Linked DNA regions of Mus musculus: region 2 is linked to region 1. Evidence: chromatin contacts called from public HiChIP or PLAC-seq data. All regions are on one chromosome and are shown on one strand. The core of a region is the stretch at or near the end of the contact, and the rest is flanking DNA. Distances in the headings are between cores, read along the strand shown.

Region 1 (7,203 bases), core at 2,738-5,237:
ACTGAACCATCTCTCTGGCAGGCAGGCAGGTGGAAAAACAAGATAGAAGGAATGAGGCTTGTAAAGGCTGATGCCCGCTCTGGGCACCCAGAACTCTGCTGGGAAGGTCATCTCAGCTTCCCCGGGGCTGAGGCTGTGGGAGGGGAACTGGAGCTCAGAGATTCAGGCCAGAAAGAGGTGATATCAGCAGGAAGGGCTGCCTCATTCCCTCTCCCAAGGCCTTACCCTCTCAGTCTCTCTCTGAAGGGAGCAGGTTTTGTTTGTTTGTTTGCGGGATCCCACACAGTGCAGCATTCCTGGGCCCTGCAGTCTGGTGCCAGGCCTAGGTGGAACCTGCTGGAAGACTGAGCCCTTCTGAAGGAAGCAGTAAGATGGAGGGAGAGTAATGTTCTCTTGCTGGCTGGAGACACTCACTTACAGGTTGGTGACATCAAACACAGCCCTAGTGGCCTGGGGTCTTCACACTCAAAGAAGCCAAGTCATGTCTCCATGATAACCAAGTGTCTCCCTTGGTGACCCACTAGGCTGTAGGTCTGTCCTCCTGACATGCCCCCTTTCTCTTCAGTAACTAGGACATCTCTAATTTTCCCAGTGCCCTCTCTCAACCTTTTCCTTCATTAAGTGGCTACTTTGTTCTTCCAGACATGAGAACCAAGACCTGGGGACAGTCCTCGGTCTTCCTTTTCTAAACCACTTATTGTTTAAAAGTGTTTAGAGTCAAGTGTTTCCCCCTAAAACTTAGGATTTTTGATTTTTTTCTTTGAGACAGGGTCTCATGTAGCCCAGGTTGACACCAGACTGGCTGTATAGCCAGTGATGACCCTGAATGTCTGATCCTCCTGTCTCTACTTCCCAAGTGCTAGGAGTTTAGGTGTGTGCATCTGTGCCTGGCTCATGTTGAAATTTAAATATCATTGTTATAGTGTCAAGTGACAGAAACATCAATCAGGGGTATGTGCTTTTATAATCTCATCATCCAGGAGGAAAAGCCGGGAAGATGTTAGTTCAAGGCCAACTTGGGCTGTGTAGCAAGACTCTCAAAGAATAAAAATAAAATAGAAGAGAAGCAGAATAGGTGGGAAGAGAACAGGTGGGAAGAGAACAGCTGGGAAAAGAACAGGTGGGAAGAAAACAGCTGGGAAGAGAACAGGTGGAAGGAGAGCAGCTGGGGAGAGAACAAGTGGGAAGAGAACAAGTGGGAAGAAAACAGCTGGGAAGAGAACAGGTGGGGAGAGAACAGGTGGGAAGAGAACATCTGGGAAGATAACAGGTGGAGAGAGAACAGGTGAAAAGAGAACAGCTGGGAAGAGAACAGCTGGAAAAAGAACAGCTGGGAAAAGAACAGGTGGGAAGAAAACAGCTGGGAAGAGAACAGGTGGAAGGAGAGCAGCTGGGGAGAGAACAAGTGGGAAGAGAACAAGTGGGAAGAGAACAGCTGGGAAGAGAACAGGTGGGGAGAGAACAGGTGGAAAGAGAACAGCTGGGAAGAGAACAGGTGGAAAGAGAACAGGTGGGGAGAGAACAGGTGGGAAGAGAACATCTGGGAAGAGAACAGGTGGAGAGAGAACAGGTGAGAAGAGAACAGCTGGGAAGAGAACAGGTGGGAAGAGAACAGGTGGGAAGAGAACAGGTGGAGAGAGAACAGGTTGGGGCCTTTAAGAGATGGTTAGGGCCCAGGGGCTGAGGCCCCCCTTAATGGACCCAAATTGTTATTCTTGGAGAGGATTTTGTGGGGGGAGGGAAAGGATGAACTTAGCCTGGGTGAAGTGGAAACTTAAGAATTCTTTGGAAAGTCAGTTATGTTGGATGGTGTTTTCCTGGGGCAAACACATGAAAGAAGTTTTATTAAAGAGAACATGGGTGTGAAAGGCAAAGGCAGACTCGAGAAGGAACATTTCACTGAAGCAGACACAGGAGAGAGGATGTTCTGCTAAAGCAAGCACGTGAAAGGACATGAGATGAAGGATTCTTTGCTAACAACACGCATGTATTGATCCACCTTACTTTTCATAGTTGAGCTGCATTTGTCAGGACTCCACAGAGGGAAACAAACCAAAAAACTTCTGGTGCTGTGCTGCAGTTTCTTGCTGCTTCCTTAGACTCAGGCTGATTAGATGCATGTGCTGAGGCAAGACACGTGGAGGACAAGTGATGTTTGGAGGGTAGAAATAGGACTCCATAGAGTGAGGGGGAGAGAGAGAGAGAGAGAGAGAGAGAGAGAGAGAGAGAGAGAGAGAGAGAGAGAGAGAGAGAGAGAGAGCTAGGCTTGTTTATAGAACTAGTTGTGTAACACTTGTGGGTCTCATGTCTTTGCTGATCTTCGCCTCCCTGAGAGAGGCACAGCCGAGAACTTCTCCTGCTGTCCCTCTAGGTCCCTCCTGTTGACTTGAGCTGAGACTGAGTCCTGGCTGTCTCTGCTAGGTCGTGCCACCGCTGTTGCTATCCTGACTCTACCGAGCTGGACTGCTGGTGTATCCATGAGGTGTTGGTGAGTGGATCGAGCTGCCACTGTTGACCTGTGAACTGAACTGCCAATTTCCAGACAACACAGATGGGAGTTGCTCCAAAGAACCTTTCTAAACAGGTCCACTTCCCCTGTATCCTTTCTTTTCTGCTCCTGGTGGGTGGTGGGCTACAAGGAAGGTTAAAGTGTTTAAGAACCATCATTAAAAGTAAACAGGGTGGGCGTGGTGGCGCATGCCTTTAATCCCAGCACGCAGGAGGCAGAGACAGGCAGATTTCTGAGTTCGAGGCCTGCCTGGTCTACAAAGTGAGCTCCAGGACAGCCAGGGCTACACAGAGAGACCCTGTCTCGAAAAACCACACACACACACAAAAGTAAACTTAGAAAAAAAAAATCAAAGTTCCACTGGGTTCCAGAATTACACTGTAATCAGGTCCTGGGTTGCTGCCTCTGTGTTTCTGCCACACTGTCATATGGAAAAGGCCCTTCCAGGAAGCGGGCCCTGCAGAACCTTGAACCGAATTCTCTGTTTTCTGTGACGGGCTCAGTCTTGAGCATGCTGTTACAGTCACAGAAAGTAGACTGAGATAGCAAGCTCTTCAGAGTCACTGGGCCTTTGGAGGGACTCCTCTCTTACCTAGAGCTGACCAGAGATGCTCTGTTCCCCACAGCCCTGGGTCCCCTTGTGTTTCTTTCCCCATCAGGTGGGACAGGTAAGCTGCTCTCTGGAGTCTGTGACACAGTAAGGGGTTGTTGACTGACTATGTAACACAAGTCAGACATGTCTCTTGGCAGTCCACAAGTTCAAGGTCAAGAAAGCCATTGTCAGCTCAGACTCTAGCTACTAAGTGGTGGGGCTTATGTGTGTGTGTGTGTGGGGGGGCTTTTTGAGGTGTTTCTATTGGCCACTCTGTGGCGGTTGGGTGGCTGGGTCCTATGCAGATAGGATGCAGGCCTGGGAAACCAATGTGCTGGCTGCTTGTATGGCTGTGTGACCTGTGATTATTGCTTCTCTAACTATTATTCCCAATTGCAGCTCAGTGAATGCAATTATGCTGTCGAGGCTCCCAGCACAGTAGCGCCCCCTAGCTCCTGCTAATTTGCTGCTTCTACCCTCTTCTTACCTTCCAGGGTGGGATTAGCCTCCTGGGAGCCCTTGGCACCAGGGCTGGGCTGTGTCTCAGTGGTTGCTGGAGCTTTGACGTCATCTCTTTGATGTGGGGTTGTTGAATCGGGCAGAATCCTGCTCGGCTAGTCCAGCGCCGGGTACCAGACAATTGAGCCTTTGTGCGTGTGCCCTGGGGCATCTGCCCACAGAAACCTGGTGGCTCCGAACACCTCTTGTGAAAAAGTAGCCTTCAGGAAAAAGGGACAATGAGCTTGTCATGTCCAGGAGAGAGCAGGGTCTGAACTGGGGTGGGCACCGGGTGATTACAAGGCAGACCGGGAGCTCCTGGGAAAGCCATGGGCAGGCAGGGGCCGGGGCCTCTAGAATGTGTGCTAAGGGTGTTGCCTGCTGTGGTTATGGGAGCAAGTCTCACTTAATTCTGCCAAACCACCTTGCTTATTGCTCACTGTTCTTAGAGTACAGAGGCTGTGTTTCACCCTGTCTCGGGGCCTTTGGATACGCAGAACCCTTTGCCTGAGATTTTAATTTTTGATTATGCAGAAAATGCCAAAGAACAATTATTTTAGCCCCTTAGATTCCCATGTCTGGACAGATGACATTTTGTCTTTACTTCCTGCAGAACATTATTTTTGTGTATGTGTGTGTGTGTGCGTGTGTGTGCGAGTGTGTTTGTGTGTGTGGTGTGTGTGTGTATGCGTGTGTATGTGTGTGTGTGGTGTGTAATATGTGTGTGTGTAATATATGTATGATGTGTATGGTGTGTGTAGTATATGTATGTATGTGGTGTGGTATGTGTGTGTGTGAGTGTGTGTGTGTTTATGTGTGGTGTGTGTGTGAGTGTGTGTTTGTGTGTGTGTATACGTGTGTGTGTGTGGTGTGTGTGTATGTGTGTGGTGTGTAATATGTGTGTGTGTAATATGTGTGTGTGTGTGTGTGTGTGTGTGTGTGTGTGTGTGTGTGTGTGTGAGTGTGCATGCTTGCTTTCTTGAATGTGCTTTTTCCTTCGGAGGCCAGAGGAAGACATCAGGCATCCTGTTCTGTTACCCTCTGCCTTATTCTTGTATCAGGTCTCTCTCTGAAGCTGAGACTCACCATTTTGGCCAGGTCGTCTGGCCATCGAGCCCCCAGGATCTATCTGTCTCTATCTCTCCAACTCTGGAGTCACAGGCACATGTAGCCATGCTTGGCTTTTATGTGGATGCCTGGGATTCAGGCTCAGCAGGAGTCACCTTTATCTGCTGAGCCATCTCCCTGGCTTCAAGTTCTCAGGGCAGGAGAGGTTTTCCCGTGTCTGCATCCTTCATGTCCTGTCCCCACATCCTTCCTATTCTGTCCTTCACCACTGGTGAACTGTCAGAGCAGAGGAGAGGGGATGGACCGTTGAGCATGGGGGGACGACCTGGATGGCATCTAGGAGCAGAGAGTGTACATGAGGAGGAGCAGACTGGTGGAAGTGGAAGCGCGGGTCCAGCTGGGTAGTAACGAACTAATGTTGAGAGGCCAAGGGTTGGGAACTCTGGGTGAGGGCAGTGGCAGGGACTCTGTGTGCTGGTCTTGTAAAACAAAAAAAAAAAAAAATCACACACACACACGATTTGTTTATTTTTTTAAGGAGCAGATGCTCTGAGCAAACGTGGCACATTCAGAATGCCAGCGTCAGGAGAGGGAGGCAGGAAGGCAATGGAGGGTGACGCCTGGCCTCCTATTTGGTGATTGATTGTTTTGAATTTTCTACATAAAAAACCTAAACTAATCTGAGAAGAAACGCTTCTCTCTTTTTTCCCCTTGAACTGCGATTCTTTTTCTTTTCCTGCCTTATTGCATTAGCTAGAGTTTCTAGTATGACTCTGAACGGGGGTGTCATGGCTGCCCTACGCCAGATCTCAAGGGGGAGTTCCTAGTGCCTTATTGTTTTTAGTATAAATAATCCCCATGTGATATTTTGGAACATAACAATTCTAAAAATGTATTTTTTCTTTATTATCTCAAATTTAAATTTAATTCTAAAAATGGGAATGTATCCACGGACTCAAATTACAAAGGTAGTCATTGTCCTTTTCTCCCAAATTAAAAAAAAAAATCTTCTAAAATTCTGTTGACCTCATAGCTCAGGCTCATAAGCCCAGCTACTTGGGAGACTGAGGCAGGAAGATCACAAGTTCAAAGCCAGACTGGACTACAGAGTGAGTTCAGATCAGCCTACGCAACTCAGTGAGACCCAGTCTCAAAATGAACTAGTAAAAACAGAGGGCTGGAGAGACGGCTCAGTGGTTAAGAGCATTGACTCAAGGTTCAGTTCCTAGCACACACATGGCTGCTTACAACCTCCTATAGCTGCAGTTCCAGGGCATCCAGTGTCCTCCTCTGGTCTCCAAGGGCACATACATTTGGACAAACACTCATACACATAAAATAAAAATTAATAAAATTTTAAAAGAAAGTAAAAAGAAGCCTAGGGGTGTAACTCTGTGGTAGAGGGTGTATGCAGCTTGTGTGAGAGTCTGGGTTCAAATTCCAGTAAAACACACACACACACACACACACACACACACACGAACATGCTCACACATTCACACATATTACATGTATACAGACAGACATACACACACAGAGATATAGACATATACACTCACGCACAGACACATCCATCTATCCATACACATATGCAAACAAGATACACACACAGAAATACAGATATACTCACACACAGAGACACACTCATGCATGCGCGCGCACACACACACAGACACAAACACACACACACACACACATACACACACACACACACATGCACACCTTCTCTAAAGGTACATTTCCCCCACAGGTTAAAGCTACCATTCCATGGAGCTTTGCTGACTCTGGCTGCTCTTGAAGAGTCAGATGTGGGGCTGGAGTTAAGAGCCCTGGGTGCTCTTCCAGAGGACCCTGGTTTGATTTCCAGCACCTATGTGGCAGCTCACAACTGTCTGGTAATCCCAGTTCTAGGGGATCTGACACCTTCACACAAACATACATGCAAGCAAAAAATGCACACACAAATTTTTTTTAAAAAGGAGGAAACCCGTTAGTTGTAACTGATTCAGATGCTGTTGGTCTTTTCGCCGCTTCTGGAAACTTTCTCGGGCTTCTGGAAACTTCTACCGTTCTGTGTGGTGAAAGTAAGTTTCCCTCCCGTTCGTCGCCAAAAGAAAAATAAAGGAACCTAGTGAAATTTAGATGATAAGGAGCAAACACATTTTAACTTTTCATTATAATTAGTGTGTGTAGGTCAGCCCGTGTGTGGAGATCAGAGGACAGGTTTAGGAGTTGGCTCTCTCCTTCCATCTTGTGGGTCCTGGGATTGAACTTAGGTCCTCAGGCTTGGCAGCATGTGCCTTTGCCCACTGAGCCATCCTCCTGGTCTGCGAATGCATTTACAGTATCACCCTGGGGTGTATTGATAGCAGATACTTGCTACAATGTTGATGTTGTCAATTTGACAGGGTCTAGAATGGCCTAAGAGGCAAAGCTCTGGCCATGCCTGTGAGGAGGTTTCTTGATTGGATCAAGGTGGGAAGGCCCATCCTGAATGTGTTTTCAAATCCTGTGCTGGGTGAGCCCAGAGTTTGAC
Region 2 (7,203 bases), core at 2,694-5,193, 270 kb after region 1:
CACTTCTATAGAACAAAACTCCATGTAAAAACCACAACTAAAAAAAAAAAAAAACAACCACAACTAATGAGATAGGGAAGGAGGGAGGGGGAGAGAGGGAAGGAAGAAAGAAGGGAGGGCGGGAGGGCAGGCCGTAAGGAAGAGGAGCACTCAAATGATTTGCTTTGATTTTGATTTATTTACAAGTCACAGCCCGGCAGTGGTGGTATGCATCTTTAATCCCAGCACTCAGGAGGCAGAGGCAGGTGGATCTCTGAGTTCGAGGCCAGCCTGGTCTATAGAGTGAGTTCCAGGACAGTCAGGGCTATACAGAGAAACCCTGTCTCGAAAAACCAAAACCAAACCCAAGTCAGTCACAAAGTGACCCCATACACGTCCAGGACCGGCTGGGTCAGGGCACCCACAGTGCCCAGCACATGCTAGGAGTTTACTGAATGTTTGAGTTTAAAAAGACTTCATAAAGCATGCCCTGTGCTGAGGCCTTAGTTGAGTGGTAAGGCACTTGCCTAGCACGCATGTCATCCTAGGTTCAAACCTAGTGAGAGACTAGGAGCTAGACAGACTCCCTGGTGGGAGACACACGGGGAGGGGCCGTGACTAGGTAATAAAGGTAGTGAGTCTCCAAGATGGCTGGCTTCTTCCTCAGCCTCCTCTGACACAAACAAAAGCCTTGTCTCCCACAAGCAGGCCCCCTGCTGGTGGACTGGCTCAACAACCTCAAGGCCTGATCTGGACAGGTCACACAACTGTTGTGAATTAATCAGCCATCTTGTCTTCAAACTGACCAATCCCCCTGACTCACTATTCTTTGCCCCCTCCTCTCTCACCTCTCTCTCTCTCTTGCCTCTTGCTCTCTTGCTCCCCTTCTCTCCCCATTCTCCCCCTACCCCTCTCCACGTGCTCATAGCCGGCCTCTACTTCTCTACTCCTTCTCTCTGCTCTCTCTGCCTTTTTCTGTGTCTCCTACCCCCTTAACTCCCCTCCCCATGCCCTGAATAAACGCTATTCTATACTCTATTCTATACTATGCCGCCATATGGCTGGTCTCCCATACCTCACCACACCCCCATAGAACATATTCTTATAACCTCTCTATCTTTTTAACATCATTATTTCAAGACTAGCACTGCAAAAGATTAAAAATAAAAGGACCACACACACACAAAGTGGTTGGTGGTGGACACCTTTAATCTCTGAATTCGAAGCCAGATTCTCTACATATTGAGTTCCAGGGCTATACAGAAAAACCATGTCGGAAGGAAAGAAGGAAAAGACAAGACAGACAGACAAGCCCAACAAGCCCTTCAGCTCAGACACTCAGTCACTGGAGTCTCCAGAGTTCCTTGTCTTTCACAGAACAGGGAGGAAAGACTCCAAGAATCTTCCACATTAAAGCCTTCTGACTGGCAGTGTAGCCTTGCGCTTTGTTTTTGGTTTTGATCCTCGCCCCCTGCCCCCATACATTTATTTGTATTTATGTCTTGTGTATCTATGCTAGCTTGTCTACATGTCCACAATGTGCATGTAGGAGCCCGAGGAACTGTTTTAAGGCATTTGTAGTCCAAGACTGGTGATCTGAGTTCACTCCCCAAGGCCCGTACAAAGGTAAACGGAGAAAAGTCTACTTCAAAAAGTTGTCTTCTGACCTACAAACACACATGCATGCACACACACATACACACCACGACCACAGACATACAATAAAGTAATAAACTATTCCGTGGGTACATAAAACTGAGTACAGCAATTGGAAGGACGCCAAAATAATCTTTACTTAGGATACCAAAAATCTCGAGCTGTGGCCAGCCTGTACCGTATCACAGTACTATAATTTGATAAATAAGATCATGATATGGCGTGGAGGAATCACGTTGTTCCCTGTTCCCAAGTTCTGTCTTTGTAAATAAAAGAGCCAAGGACAAGACTGCAGACTTGTTCTAAGTCAGCCAGCTGCATAAGAGAGACCCTGTCTCAAAAGACAACAAAAGGCTGCAGACTTCAGGTGCCTCTCATTCCTTGTTCCTGAAGCTTACCTATGCCGCTGAGAGAAGGGCTGGCCCCTTCTGAAGTCATAGTACAACCAACCGGGGCTAGATGCCACTCCAGGCCGGCACGCAGAGCGTTTACCCCTGAAGATGAACTCTGCTCTTGCAAAGCAAGCTCTCGGAATTGATCCAGTTCATACTTGGATCCGCTCACTCAGCGGACGATGCCAGCCAGCTAGGAGCCCTCACCTAGACGGTCTCAGGAAAACCCACCATTCCCACAGTCAAGTGACCCTGCCCTTGGTGGGCTGTCACCCTCTTGTACAAAGGACTGTATGAGAACTCAACAGTTAACGCACACAGTAGCAGGAGGCTCCAAAGTAAGGGGAGGAGAGGCTGCTGCTCATTGTACGCCCTTTGTTACTTTTCAGTATGTATAATTTGTGTGTGACTACATACTAGATAAATTTACAATAGTTAGCAAGATGGACATGAACCTTTCACAGCAAACCAAAACCTCTCTACCCAAAATACATGAGAATGAAGTAGGAATCCAGAATGGCTGTTGAAAAGCTCTGGAGACAGGGGATCTATTTGAGATGTATGTGAAAGCAGCAGTCTCAAATACCTGGGAACAAGGTCTTTAATGAAATAGATTTAAATGCAAATTACCAGATCCCTGCTCCAGGTCTGATTCAGGGCACCTGCTCCAAAGTTAAACTCTCCTTTGGACCCTGTTCTTTCAAGGCCAGTAACTGACAGCCAGTTGGTAAATAACAGCGTGTTCCCCTAACTCCCTAGTAAAATGCTTCTTGTTGGCTCAGATGATGCACGCCTTTCATCCCAGCTCCCAGGGAAGCAAAGGCAGGAGGAGCTCTCAGTCCCCACAGGGTCTACTTAGTCCAGGCTAGACAAGGCTACATAGTGAACTCCTTTAGGGAGGGAGGGAGGGAGGGAGGGAGGGAGGGAGGGAGAGACAGATATCCTATATCAAACTAGAGCATGCTCAAAATTAACTAATCCAAGCCAGCTTATAGTCTCATAAAGGCAACCAGACATTGAACTTCCTGAACAGTTGGGCCTGGTGGTACATGCCTTTTTCCAAGGGGATAGGGAAAGGATGCCACAAGCCACCTCAGCCCCGGTGCTTTGTGTTTTGGTGTAATGAGGTCACCATGGCTCTTCCTCTTGCTGGCAGTTCTTATGAAAACGGTACACCTGACAATGTCTGGCTTTAGTCTAAATCACTGGGAATTGAGGAAATTCAGGCTGCATAAAGCGCTTTTCCAGATTACTCTTTAATTTAAAAGGCAAACTGAAGTACAGCGCCTACTGTGCTCCCCTGTCTGGATACCCTTATCCCCAGTCACTACCACGGTCACCTGCAATCGAGCTTAGCGTGGTAACTAAAATGGGCGACTGTCCTCGTCAGCACGGCTACCCACAGTTACGCCTCGTCTTCACTGAGACAAAGTCTCAGGCATCTATTTCCTTGGTAAATGACTAAATTCTGATTCAGCTACCAAATGTGGCTAACTGTTCTATTTTTAAAGAAAAGGCTCCAGCCACACACACAAGTGTTTGTAAAGCTGGGCCTCCTCCCTTAGCCGACTTCCCTGCTGAGATCCTAAGGAGCCCCAGCAACACAACACCGCAGCCCTTCCATCCTGGGCTGTGCAGTCCACAACTAAGATCGGATTCTTCCCGTGGGATTTCATCGCTTCAAACACTGTACTGCTCGTTAGCTTTCTATTGATTATTTAACAAGCGACGCCTATGGGTTGCAAAGAGTGCGCTGGAGGCCATTAACACAGAAAAACTTACTACTTCTTCCCGACATATTTTAATTAAACATTTCAATTAAGGAGCTGGGGTGTGCTTCAGTTGGAGACTTCGTGCCTAGTCCTCAGCACAGCAAACACTGGACACAGCGTCACACACATGTTAACTCCAGACTTGGACGGTGAGATCAGAAGGGTCAGAAACTCAAGGTCACAGCTACACTGAGACATCAAAGCCAGCCTGGGTAACTTAGATTCAGATATAAGATATATTAATTTTCTCATATTCTCTCTCTCTCTCTCTCTCTCTCATTTTTCATTTATTGGACGTGATATTATAGCAGATCCGATAGCATCCTGAGGTTGAAATCAATACCAGTAGTCAGAGCAAAGAGACTCAGAAGGAAACAGCTGGTACCTGATGTGCCCCACACACGGAGACATTTTATCAATGTGTTTCCTTACCTGTTGAAGCCACACTGAACACAGAGTTTCTGTTATTCATGATCACATATTCATGATCACAAGTAGCTAAACCATTACACACACACACACATATACATATAGTCATTTACCTCTAGTTTAGACTGGCTAGAGGGGTGGGGGTTAGCTCAGTGGGTTTAGTTCAGCATTACCACTAAGAACAGAAGGATGAGTGACAAGGAACAAGAAAAGGAACACTCTTTGAATAGAGCAGTGCAGCCAGGGTGCTGTCCACCTACAGTTAGCTCTTTCCCACGGCTGCCATCTAGACTGCTCTAAGCTGTGAGTGAGCTGGTAGCATTTGCCCCCCAAGGTCTGAGGCCAGAACACCTGACAGAACACCGTGTGACTGACTGAAAGGCAGCTCCACTACCCCAGCAGCCTCCAACCGCTGCAGCAGGCGCAGAGCTAACAAAGGGGGAACGAACGGGCCCGATCTCCCGAATCTTTCAGTTTGTAGAAGAAACAGATAATATCAATATAAAACCACTAAGTGCTTAAGGGCAGCCAAATGCTCAGAGAAAAGACAGGGACCTGCTTCAGAGGCAATGCCCACAGACATCTCCTAGATCAAGGAAAATGAAGTTGCTAAGTAGGCTCAGTGAGCACAAGACTAAGCCACAAGACATCTGAAACCACATTAAAGGGCAGATTTTTATGCTCAAAGAAGAAACAATTCATTGGTTTGTTTGACAAATGTTTATCAAGAGCTTTCTTTTTTTGGTTTTTCTTTCCTTTTTTTTTTTTTTTTTTAAAGATTTATTTATTATATATACAGTGTTCTGCCTGCATGCGTGCCTGCAGACCAGAAGGTGGCACCAGATCCCATTACAGATGGTTGTGAGCCACCATGTGGTTGCTGGGAATTGAACTCAGGACCTCTGGAAGAGCAGACAGTGCTCTTAACCACTGAGCCATCTCTCCAGCCCCTCTTTTTGGTTTTTCAAGACAGGGTTTCTCTGTGTAGACCTGGCTATCCTGGAACTCCTCTATAGACCAGGCTGTCCTCAAACTCACAGAGATCTGCCTGCCTCTGCCTCTGCCTCTGCCTCCAGAGCGCTGAGACTGCACACAGTGTCTCTCACAAGGAATGTCTGTTTTGAAGCATACTGATCTTTCTACTTCACCACCTGTGTGAAACTAGAGACTTAATCTCTCCGGTTCTCAGTTTTCTTCTCTGTAAAATGGGGGAAAACATGCACTTTATGTTATAGGTATGTAACCAGTGAATAGATGAAAATCTCTAAACGTGGAATGTGATCAGTTAGAACACACTGAGACGCAGAGAGCATATGTATTCTATGATCTATATGGAGAGGCTCATCCGAGTAAGAGGGAACAGCCTGAGATCAGAACACAGGACGATAGGTCACCACAGAAGAATGGAATGAATGATGGGAGCGGACAGGGACACTGAGGCCAAAGCCCAGTTTCCATTTAAGGCAGTAAGAATCTACCACTGAAAATCTAGCCACAGGTATGATGGAGCCAGGATGGGCAGGGCTGTCAGAGGCAATGAAGAGAAACAGTGTGGTCAGACGTAACTGGAAAAGCACAACCCTATGTCTGTCATGATTATGACTGGGGTGAAGGGAAGTAACAAAGAGCTGGAGGGACTTTGGAACCTTTGAGGAGAGCACCTGGGTGGAGAAAAGCCTCAAGGTGGGAGAGAGAGAGAGAGAGAGAGAGAGAGAGAGAGAGAGAGAGCGCTCCAGTCTGCTGCAGGGCAGGTAGTGACCAGCCCCAGATGTCTATTTCCCTGAAGAGTCTACACCTAAAACCAACCCCAGCCTCAGCAGCACTTGGTAGGTGGGAACGGGAAGGGTTTTTTGTTTTTGTTTTGTTTTTCTTTTTCACAGTAAGAAAACACATCAAATGTTTATAAATGCTGCACAAATGCTAAAATATAATAAAACTTGAATCTTAAAATACTGAATGCAAAATAGCTAATCAAAAGCTACTGAAGGGAATTAGCCCAGCTGAGAATACCCAGTACTCCGGTTCCCTCCTGGAGGGACATGCTGAATAGAAGAGGGGGTTCAGTCTGTACTACATCAAACCTGAACTGTCTCATCTGAACCCACAGACACTCCATCTCAGCAGAGCAGGACAGGGAAAACTACGGCTCTGCTTACTTACAGTCACTATCCAAAGCCCAAGACAGAAGCAAAGTCTGGTATTTCTCCACAAGAAATTATAGCCACCTTTCCCCCCAGGAACCTCTCTCTTTCTTCCAAATTCTCCAATAAAGACGCTGTAAGGTGGGCATGGTGGCACACAGCTGTAAGCCCGGCACTGGGGAGGTGAGACAGGAGCCGTCAGGAATTCACCGTCATGCTCAGCTGTAGGTTGAGCTCTAGGTCAGCAACACTACAAGAGACCCCGTCTCGGAGACGGTAAAAAGGACACAACTGTGTTCTCTGTGCTCAGAGGCTGAAGCAGCAGAACTGCAGTCAGTTCCAAGCCAGCCTGGGCTACAGGTGAGACCATGTGCCCAGCAAACAAAGAACAAGGAAACCCTGTTAGGAACAGCAGGGGACAGCACATCCCTCCATCTACCTCCCAGCACTCAAGAGGCTGGGCATGAGCCCAGCAAGTCTGAGGCCTACCTAAGATACACAGTGAGACCCTGCCTCAAAATACTAAATTAATGTCAGCGGTTATGAGCTCTTGCTGCACTTCCAAAGGACCCGAGTTTACAGCCGTGTCAGGCAGCTACATAAGGCCCTGACTCAAAACACAAAACCAAACAAACAGTGCAAAGAAGATTAGCTGAAGGTAAACTCTGAAACAGAATTACATGCATATGCAGATTAGTTATAAGACATTATACCACAACACTGTTTAATAGACAATTTTGGGACCTTTATCCACTAAGTTAAACCATGGACTAATAATGATAGCGATGAGGCTGGAGAAGCAGCTTAAGTGGGAAAGCAGTTTGCCCAGCACCA

The links. HiChIP or PLAC-seq counts read pairs in DNA pulled down with a chosen protein or histone mark.
Region 2: a FOXA1 HiChIP or PLAC-seq map of pancreatic cancer cells shows a contact between it and region 1. The contact joins two enhancer-like sites. A contact is called at or near these places in 6 of 115 datasets of contacts at active chromatin or transcription factors (the NIH/3T3 cell line, bone marrow-derived macrophages, epiblast stem cells and 3 more) and 1 of 9 other capture datasets (embryonic stem cells).

Annotation. Positions count from the first base shown.
Region 1 is chr4:134,971,809-134,979,011 of GRCm38.p6, forward strand. No RefSeq gene overlaps it. Among named protein-coding and RNA genes, the nearest start is that of Syf2, 44 kb to the left of the region's middle. Within about 2 kb of position 3,988, at least 50 of the 459 cell types and tissues checked have an H3K27ac peak or open chromatin away from gene starts, as enhancers often do. A contact at or near this core is called in pancreatic cancer cells, where this site is marked.
Region 2 is chr4:135,243,873-135,251,075 of GRCm38.p6, forward strand. The region is part of intron 1 of Clic4 (chloride intracellular channel 4 (mitochondrial)); the gene reads right to left. Among named protein-coding and RNA genes, the nearest start is that of Clic4, 25 kb to the right of the region's middle. Within about 2 kb of position 3,944, at least 75 of the 459 cell types and tissues checked have an H3K27ac peak or open chromatin away from gene starts, as enhancers often do. A contact at or near this core is called in pancreatic cancer cells, where this site is marked.